Regions from separate parts of the Mus musculus genome. Here region 1 is linked to region 2. The links are chromatin contacts, called in public Hi-C maps. All regions are on one chromosome and are shown on one strand. The core of a region is the stretch at or near the end of the contact, and the rest is flanking DNA. Distances in the headings are between cores, read along the strand shown.

Region 1 (4,385 bases), core at 1,524-4,023, 100 kb before region 2:
AGTGTCTGAGAACAACTGGTTAGGTCATGGGTGTAGGAGTGCTAATCTGTGGATGCACAAAGAATGACTTGGGGTAGCTCCAGTAGATTTACATGGACTACAGTGACATCAATATAAAAGAAACGAAAGAAAACAAACATGGTGTGACTTCAGAGGGATACCAGATTTGAGGGATGTCATATTGTGTAACTGCCTGCTTACAACACATCCCTGGCTTTTCTGTATATTTAGGTTAAAGATGAGCTTTTAGCCTAGCACTTAAGGTTTTTAAGACTTTCTTAAACAGTTTTCTTGGAGTCCATGTTGAAGCAAAACATCTAAGTGTATTATGCCCTTTCCATTCTCTGGGTTGCCTACTCCCATCTCCGGCCTCTTATGCTGCGACACTCCTCCTACGCTCCTATACACCAGCCTTTAACTGACTGAGTTGTGTTTCCAGCTTCAGAAAGGCTGCTGAGGCCTTTCTTCCTCCAAAGAGTCTCCCTGAGCCTCCTGTTCTTGGAAACAGCTCTGAAGTTCATTTCATTGTTGCCTGTTGCCTATTTATTCTTGTTTCTCTTTGTCCAAGAGTCTCCATATTCCTGGAGAGAGGGACTGTGATCTCATAATCTTTCTCTATTCAATGTATCCTGGTATGTATTTCCCCAGTACCTGTACACTGAATAATCGAATAAGAAAAAAATAAAACACATTTTTTTTGTAATAAAGAAGACATATTTTTATGTTTATATTTATTTATCTAGAGGAGAAATCTGGTATCATGGCACACATGGAGTCCAGAGAACAACAGAAAGGAATCAGTTTTCTCTTCATATCATGTAGGTCCTCAATATGGAGTTTTGGTCATCAGACTCGGTGGTGCATTTTCTTACTACCTTATCTATCTTCCACGGGCATATTTTAAATAACAATATATATTCTCATATGAATCAAAGTAACTTTAAATTAAACATAGTTTCTTTGAGAAATTTAGGAAATTTAGAAAAAAAAATTTAAAAAACTTATGAACACTTGGGAGACAGAGATAGTCAGGTCTCTAATACTTTGCAGCCAGCCTGGTCGACATACACATTTATGGGACAGCCAGTGCTACATAGGGAGACCCTGTCTCAAACAAATAATAAGGTAAAATGAAAGCAAAAATCATTGTCCCATTGTAAAATGTGTTAATGATGAGTTAAAACAAATGGCACCTCATTTGTCTGTTTTCAAATATCAATCCAGATTAACAGAATAAACAGCTTAGATAAATAGGCAAATGCTCTTGCAAAAACATTCTTCTGTTTTGCATGGTCTGTTTATTAATGTCAGGTTATTTGTGTCTGTAGGTTTCTGAAAAGTCAAACTAAGTATATTTCTATTTCCGATTAGCAGCACATGACTAGAATTAGCAAAGAATGCCTGAAATTCATTTTTTTCTATTTTTTTAAGTTTTAGTTTATATTTTCTTAGTGTGTGTGTGTGTGTGTGTGTGTGTGTGTGTGTGTGTGCATCTAAATACAAGTGTAGTTGCCTATGAGGACAACTTGCTGGAGTCAGAGATTTCATGAGCAAATTAATCAGTCATGTGGGCACATAAACACATTTACCCCTAAAACTTATCAAATATAGTACAATAAAATATGAGTTGGGAAAAAAAAATCTGATGTTACAATTTGCAAATGAATTGTAATGAAGACTGAAAAGCAAACCTTCAGAAAATACACAAGACTGGACATGTTGGGTAAGGCCTATGGTCCTAACACTGGAGCTGCTGAGGAAGGAACTGGTTTAAGGCCTGTCTGTAAAATAAAAGGTAGGCTATCTCAGTGCACAGAGGCTGCTGCCACCAAGCCTGTCTGGTTAGGAAAGTTGCTTTTTTCTGTTCTGAGTTGACTTCACAGAGGCTCAGGTCGTCCTCAGTGCTTAAACAGAGGCTAGGATCTGGATTTATTCATAAGTAGAACTTAATTAAATCATTTTCAGGAGCTAAGAGCATTACTCCTCACACTGAGTTTTTGTATAGTTTTCTATTTTCTGCACACTTTATTCTTATCTCTTTCCTCTGTTTCCCATGATTCCCCGCGCTAGCCTTTAGACCTTGATTCCTCATCCCAGAGCAAACATCTGTTTGTGTTTCCTTGAGAATGGTGGAGCTTTCTTTTAAAACGCTAGAGTTTCATGTAAACTTAAGTTAGATTCCCCATTACCAAGCTAGAGACACTTGTGGGCACAGTTATGCAGACAAGATAGGTAAGAAATGACACCTTTCTTCTCTTTGTTAAGCTCAGTGGCTACGGTTCCAAATGCTTTCGTTCCAAACTTCATACTTTGACCCGGAAGCAATCAAAGGCAGTCTGAGCAAATTAACCAGTGAACGTTATCTTTTCCAAGTTTCAATCTGCCTGTACTTAAAATCGTATTAATTGATGAAAGTTCAAGCTGATAAAGTGTTAGTTGCCTTCTTATTTTTACCATGGCTCACTTTCTGAAATAGAAGTTTGGTGATCTCTCCATGAGAGGCTAGAATAACTTGGGAGTAATTGTGTTTTCCACAGTGGTAGGCAGTAGTAGTCACTCTGGATGCTTCCAAGTGAGGTTATTACAGGAATGTCAGGAGGAAATAAAAATATAGTAAAGAATTCCATTTTCCTACAAAAAAAAAGGTAGAGAAAAGAGATAAAGAAAGAAAAAGAGAGAGAGAAACTTGAAACAGCTCAAGCACTTGAAATGTAAAGTCCTCTTTGTTTACTTTTTCTTGATTATTTTGCCTTCTGAAAATATTGCCCAATCTGTTAGCTTTTCCGCTTTAGATGTTTCAGGACATCTAAAAGAGTGTACTAGTGACTTAACTGCAGGCTTAGTGTGCATATTCACGAACCCCAAATCTGTATTATTAAAGGGTTTTTTTTCACACGTAATAAAATGAAAAAAAAAACTTAGAAAACTGACCTTATGCAAACATTCCATGTACCTCATTACTCAGTGGCTTAACTAGGAAACACATAAAGTGAATGTTGATTTATCGCTGTTGTGTCTATAATGAATCTGAATCATAGAAGCTTCCTGGCTACTCAGTGATTGATGATATGGTGACAGGAAAGATTGGAGGAGGAACAAAAGACTCGGCTTAGTTCTTGTACTTAGTTGGGTTAGTCACTGTGGTTTTTTTTTTTCTTCTCAAAGTATTGTTCAACAGTGATATTAGACTGTAGCCTAGTTGGCTCTCTTCCATGGTAATTGTGTGATTTTCTTCCTCTGCCATATAAAAATAATCACTTCATCATCTCGGTTCCGTATTATTTGCACTTTATTTGCCCTCATAACTATGTATTATTAAGAGCTAACCATGGAAAGCTTTACAGATTGAGATACGGAGTGAGAGTGGACCATAAATAAAATAATTGAAATATTGAAATAAAAAAAATGTTACAAGCAGAGTGTGAAATTAGATTAGACAAGGAGTGGAGTAAGCTCTTCCTTATACCATACTAAAGCTACATATTTTTAAATGATTTGCCATTTTTCTCTTTAAGACAGGGGCTTGCTATGTAGCCCAGGCTGGCCTGGACAATGCTGTTGCACAATCTCCTTAGAGTTGCAATTACTAGCACGTGCCTCTACTTCTAGCGAAATAATTTTTTCACCATGCTTTACTGCATTTTTCACAATTTAAATAAAGCTGTATACAAGTTGGAGTTGGCTTGCAAAGAAATACTACAACTAATTAAACGTAATACCTGTCTGTAAGGAAGAAAGCCTGGAGAAGGGAGGGAAGGAGAATAACGGGCTGATAACAGCTAAAAATCCATTTGGCAGATGAAAGCAAAAGCTAGTCCTTTGACGTAGTTTGACACTTTTCAAAGAAAGATCAGGCGCCACTATTTTTTTTTATAACACTGCCAAATATGATAGTCACTTTTCTACCTGAAATATTTTCTATTGTAGCATACTCTGGGTAAAAATTTTTATAATTATTTTCAACTTAGGAATTCATATGAAAGAAGAATATCATTGATAAATTTAGTGAGAGTGCCCTTGTATTCCTTAACCATAAAGTAGTTAGAATGGAAGGTTACAATTTTTAGTTCTGCGGATTTGCCTTGATGATTGAGTCGTTGAACCTAAAGGTTCATGACTACAGAAATACTTACTTAAGAAAACATACCAGCACCTGACCAATACAGATGCAGATACTCACAGACAACCATCAGACTGAGCTCGGGAAACCCCAATGGAAAAGCAAGGGGAAGGACTGAAGGAACTGAAGGGGATTGCAACCTCAGAGGAAGAACAATATCACCTAACCGGACCAGAGATCCCAGAGACTAAACTAGGAACCAAGGAGTATACCTGGAGGGATTCATGGCTGCAGATACCTATGTAGCAGAGGATGGCCTTATCTG
Region 2 (4,866 bases), core at 22-2,521:
ATTTGAGACCTCATGGCCTTCTGCTTGTGGCAGGGTTGTCTCCAACGTGGTTTTACCCTCACAAGCCAATCCATAGGGCTTGCTAGCATCCAAACCATGTGCTATGCTTCAGCAACGGAATAGCATGTTTAATAATTTGTAAGAGAGAGTAATAATCAGTCTGAAGGAAGCAAAATTCACAGCTACAAATGCTTGTCAACAGATGCACAGTCAGGGCCAGTGAGCTGTCTCAGCAGATAAGTGTTCTTGCTGACAAGCTGGATGACCTAAGTTTGCCCCGTAAGACCCATATGGTAGAAGAATAGAACTGAATTCTGCTAGTTGAACTATCACACAATAGTACTCAACACACACACACACACACCTACACACACACACACAGACGTGCGCACACAAATATATATTAAATACAGCCAGTCAGAAATTCAAGCCAAGGTGATTTCAGTGGCATTACTAAGCTGTAACTAGGAAACTCCTATGGTAAATTAAGAAGTCTGACATACTGTCCTCTTTAAGCATTTGTCCACTGAGTTAAGAAAGCAATGAAGTTGCAGATCTCAACAAAATCGACCCTTTACTTTCTTCGTAATGGGGAGTGTGAATCAGAGAACATTTATGCTTTCTGTTCTGTTAGCCAGAAGTTAGGTGTGTTGCAAGAAAGCAAGTATTTAATCATAAACCCTTGATTGTTTGATCTCTTATGCTGGTGTTCTTTCACCTGTAGGCTGACAAGTGATATATCTTGTTGTGTTGCTTAAAAGATTTATTTATTTCTGGTTTTGGTGTGTTCGGGTTTTGTCTGCATGTATGTATGTGGTGTGTGTGTGTGTGTGTGTGTGTGTGTGTGTGTGTGTGTTCATGCTTGTGCATGCCTGCCACCTATTGAAGCCAGCAGAGGGTATGAGATCCCAGGAACTAAAGTTCCGGACAGTTGGGAGCCACCATGAAGGCGCTGAGACTGGAACCCTGGTCCACTGAACGGGCAGCACGTGCTTCTAACCACTGAACCATCATTAAAACACCTGTGGTTGATTTTCAATAAAGATATTTTATCTGTTATTCAACCTCAATGGCAGACATTTCAAAAAGGAATATACACACATGATTGTCAGAGGTGGCCATTCTGGACGCTTGATGCTGTGCTTTGAAAGATCACTTCTCAAAGACAGGGCATCTGAGGAGAGAATACAAAAGTGACTGAGGGGTGAATAGAAGAAAGGCCATCAGTCAGGCAGCTGCAGGTTAGATAGATGGATTGACTTCCAGGCAGACCAGAGCACAGTTTGCTCAATTACCCTTTTGTTCAGCTTGGACAGAGACATCAGAACAGACTAGACTGCTAAGCCTCAGTTACCAGAAACATTCCAAAGACATCGATAAGGATAAAAAAGTAAATCGTTCTATGCTCTCCATACAGGAAATGCACTCTGCGTCATGTTACCCTTGAAGATTTCTAGCAAGTGGCTGGCAACAGTTGTCATTGGCAACTATCTTGGTCATATGTCACCTTGAACTGGTACAGATGCCACACCACTGCAAGGTCTTTACACTTGACACCAGAGACTTGCAGTGTCCTCTGTTGAAACAGAAGTGTTTTCAAAACACTCTGGAGGCGCTAAATTCAGAATTTTCTAGAAAGGAAGAAAAATAAGTATAAATTAAAAGTTTTGACCCCTTGGTCAAAAGCTCCAACTAGTAAACACAAAACTCAAATAAAACAGAGAGGGAATTATTTAAGTTCATCTTTTTCGTTTTTCTCTTTCCATAATCTGAAGCACACAATAAACAGGGCTGGAAAGTGTTAAAGCACTCTACCTTAACAATTTTCATTTAGAAACCCAGGCACCTAACACTGCCTGTGTTAATATTTGCTTTGGACTGTTCTGCGTATTTAGTCTCAAGCTTCCCCAAAGAGCTAACACAAAAGTCCGCATTCCTATTTGCCTAGCTAGTGTGTGATTTCACACACACTCCCACAGAGCCTGTGCATTAGCTGTTCTTCAAGTGAGCAGTGTACTTAGCTATGTTGCGAAATGTGAACTTTGGAGCTTGAGGAGTCAGCAAACGTACTGAAACTCTTATCGATTTTACTTTGGAAACATTCATCCTGTCTCTTTATTTACTATGTCTACCTTTATTTATCCCAACTGCCCTGTTTTCTCACAATTGTATAAGAAATTGGAGTTTCAGGCAGGGTTCTCTAACACTTGGGCTCTCTAACTCTAGCTGTGTTTGGTCCCCATTGCTAGTAACAATAATTATCAACAGCAAAAGCATTTGAACATAACTTCCATCCTCAAAATCACTCACACTTCCCTTTCTTACCTCCACATTCATTGTGGGATAAAAAGCTAAATTCTTTAAGCTTTGCTTCAACCACTTTCTAGATATCTTTCCCTGATTTCTCCCAGCTGTGTTTTCCTCCATTGCTTCTACCTGGACCCAACTCTCAGGCAGCACTGGCTGCACACATGAGAACGTGTGCTCCCAGTTCATTGAGTTTCATCCAGATTTCTTCCACACGACTGAGTTTTCATCTATGAGGACTTAATACAAATGGTCCTTTCAGGGAAATGCCTTCTGCTTCCTATCCATCAGCCCCCTCATCTGCCCTTACAATGCTGGGTGCACTGCTTCTATTACCCTAATAAGTACAAGGCAGGCAGGTGCGGTGGCTAGCATGAGTGAGGACATGGTACCTGACAATTACTTCTTAGCAAAACTTAATGCACAGTTATTTGTTACATTAGTGACAACACTGTGGGATTGATACCATCATTGCCCTTAATTTTATAGCCAGACAATATAAGTACACACTGGTTAACCAACTCCTAGAGATTGTCTGACTTGCTAGGAGGGAAGCTTGGTATAGGCCCACACCATCCTGAGCACATGGACCGTGCTTCAGCTGCTAGTGCAGTCGACTTGTGTTGCCATAGAGAGTGTGTTCATGTGTTTGGAAACTTCCTTCAGATCCTCTCCCCCTCTCTACCCACCCAACTTTTATCTTTTATGAGGTTCCTCCTCACCCTTTCTCTTTCAAACATGCATGTGCGCACACACTAATAATAATAATAATAATAATAATAATAATAATAATAGTGCAAAATGCCCAAATAAGACAAAACAAAAACCTAACTAAATATCATGGAAGTTGGGTTTTTTTGTTTGTTTGTTTGTTTGTTTTCTGTCTGTGTGTGCTGGCCCACTACTTCTGGGTATAGATCCTGATCTAGAGTGTGGCTAATATATCTAGTGACGCCCCATTGAAGAACTGAAGAAAAATGGTTTTCCCTTTGCCTGAAGGTATCAATTTAGGTTAGGGGTGGGACCCTGTGCTCACACCTCTCCTTCTATCTCTGCCTTTGTCTCCATTTCTGGGTCTCTTCCTCTCTCTCTGTTTCTATGTGTCACTCTGTCTCTGTCTTCCCTCCCTCCCTCCCTCCCTCCCTCCCTCCCTCCTTCTCTCCTTCCCTCCTTCACTACCCACCCCTCTCTGCCTCTCTCAGGACTGAAACCTCCTCAGACCTGAACCTGTGAACCAGTGAAAGTCTTGTTTGTGCATGCTACCACACTCTCTGTGAGTTCATCAGCTTGTTGTGTTACCTTGAGTCATCTTTGAGTCATCTTTTACCTCTGGCTCTTAAAATCTTTCCCCCTCTTCTTCCACAGATATCATTGAGCTTTGAGTGCAAGACTTTGAGGATAACATCCCATTTAATACTGAATGCTTCACTTGTTGCATAGTGTCCAGTTGTAGGCCTTTGTGTTAATGTCCACCTACTCTGAGAAGGAGCTTCTCCGATGAAAGTCAAGTATGGTCCTGATCTATGGGAATAGCAGAGTGTCATTAGTAATCATTCCATCGCTTTGTTCCTTTAGTTTAATGGTAGCAGTGGCATTTTCCCTAGTCTCCTGACCTATATAATTCCCAGTTCTTGGACACTTTAGCAGTGTCAGATATGAGTCCAATTTCCTTTAGTGGTCCTTAAATCCAATCAAAACAAAGTTGGTCACTCCCACACCATCTGTGCCATATTACACCAGCATATCTCTGTTCTAGATCTCATGATTTGTATCTGGGTAATATTATTACCTTTCACCTCCAGTAGCATGCATAGAACTTCCCATCACTTGGATGTTCATCAAGAGGAATGAAGCTTCTAGTTGTGCCCCAGAGGGACTTCATCATGTTTAATGACTTATGTAAGTGATGTCTTTAGGAAAAGAGCCATATTGTCAGGTTATGGAAAGCATCTGATAGCCTTGGCAACCACCTATGATGTTTGACGATTCCATGGAACACCCCCTTGGCCAATGACTCAACGGGACATAACTCATCTTGGTACTAGAGGTTTTACTTGGTAGTATAATATATCTAATTGGAATAGTGCCTCGCCTATTATATTGTAGCTCCATTTAGTTTTTTGTCATGTATGAACATGTTTTAGGAAATATAATAGGTTTCCATATGTTTTTCAAAAAGCCTTTAGTCTTTTTGTCCATCCCCCATATTCCCCTCTTTATCCCTTTCTCTCCCCCCCCCCATTCTCATTCAGTCTTTCTTGAACACTATATTCTATTTCTCTTTCCTGGGGAGATCTCTTCCTCGGGTGCCTTACTAGATATTTAACATCTAGAGATGTTTAGAATGTAGTTCACACATCTAAAAGTTAAAAGTTAACATCCATATTTAAAAGAAAATGTATAGTATTTGTCTTTTGGTTCTGGGTTACCTCGTTCGAGATGACTTTTTTCTAGCTCTATTCATAAAACTGCAAATTTCATAATGTCATTTTTCTCAACAGGTGAATAATATTCCACTGTACAGATGTACCCCATTTTCATTATCCATTCACCAGTTGA

Evidence for each region. Hi-C and Micro-C count contacts between places; a contact is called where the count stands out from the background.
Region 1: a contact with region 2 is called in a Hi-C map of liver, with 2.6 times the contacts expected there. The contact joins two enhancer-like sites. A contact is called at or near these places in 1 of 39 promoter capture datasets (liver), 1 of 15 datasets of contacts at CTCF or cohesin (CD8 T cells), 10 of 484 Hi-C or Micro-C datasets (the C3H10T1/2 cell line, brown adipocytes, liver and 3 more) and 5 of 115 datasets of contacts at active chromatin or transcription factors (CD8 T cells, bone marrow-derived macrophages, liver and 1 more).

The regions. Positions count from the first base shown.
Region 1 is chr16:52,437,104-52,441,488 of GRCm38.p6, reverse strand. All of the region lies in intron 1 of Alcam (activated leukocyte cell adhesion molecule), which reads left to right. Among named protein-coding and RNA genes, the nearest start is that of Alcam, 14 kb to the left of the region's middle. Within about 2 kb of position 2,773, at least 30 of the 459 cell types and tissues checked have an H3K27ac peak or open chromatin away from gene starts, as enhancers often do. A contact at or near this core is called in liver and pancreatic cancer cells, where this site is marked.
Region 2 is chr16:52,330,921-52,335,786 of GRCm38.p6, reverse strand. All of the region lies in intron 1 of Alcam (activated leukocyte cell adhesion molecule), which reads left to right. Gm32597 (a long non-coding RNA gene) reads right to left here and starts at 4,357. Exons shown (of 6, transcript XR_003951905.1): 1 at 4,097-4,357; 2 at 3,607-3,828; 3 at 1,508-1,631; 4 at 1,102-1,174. Within about 2 kb of position 1,271, at least 10 of the 459 cell types and tissues checked have an H3K27ac peak or open chromatin away from gene starts, as enhancers often do. A contact at or near this core is called in liver and pancreatic cancer cells, where this site is marked.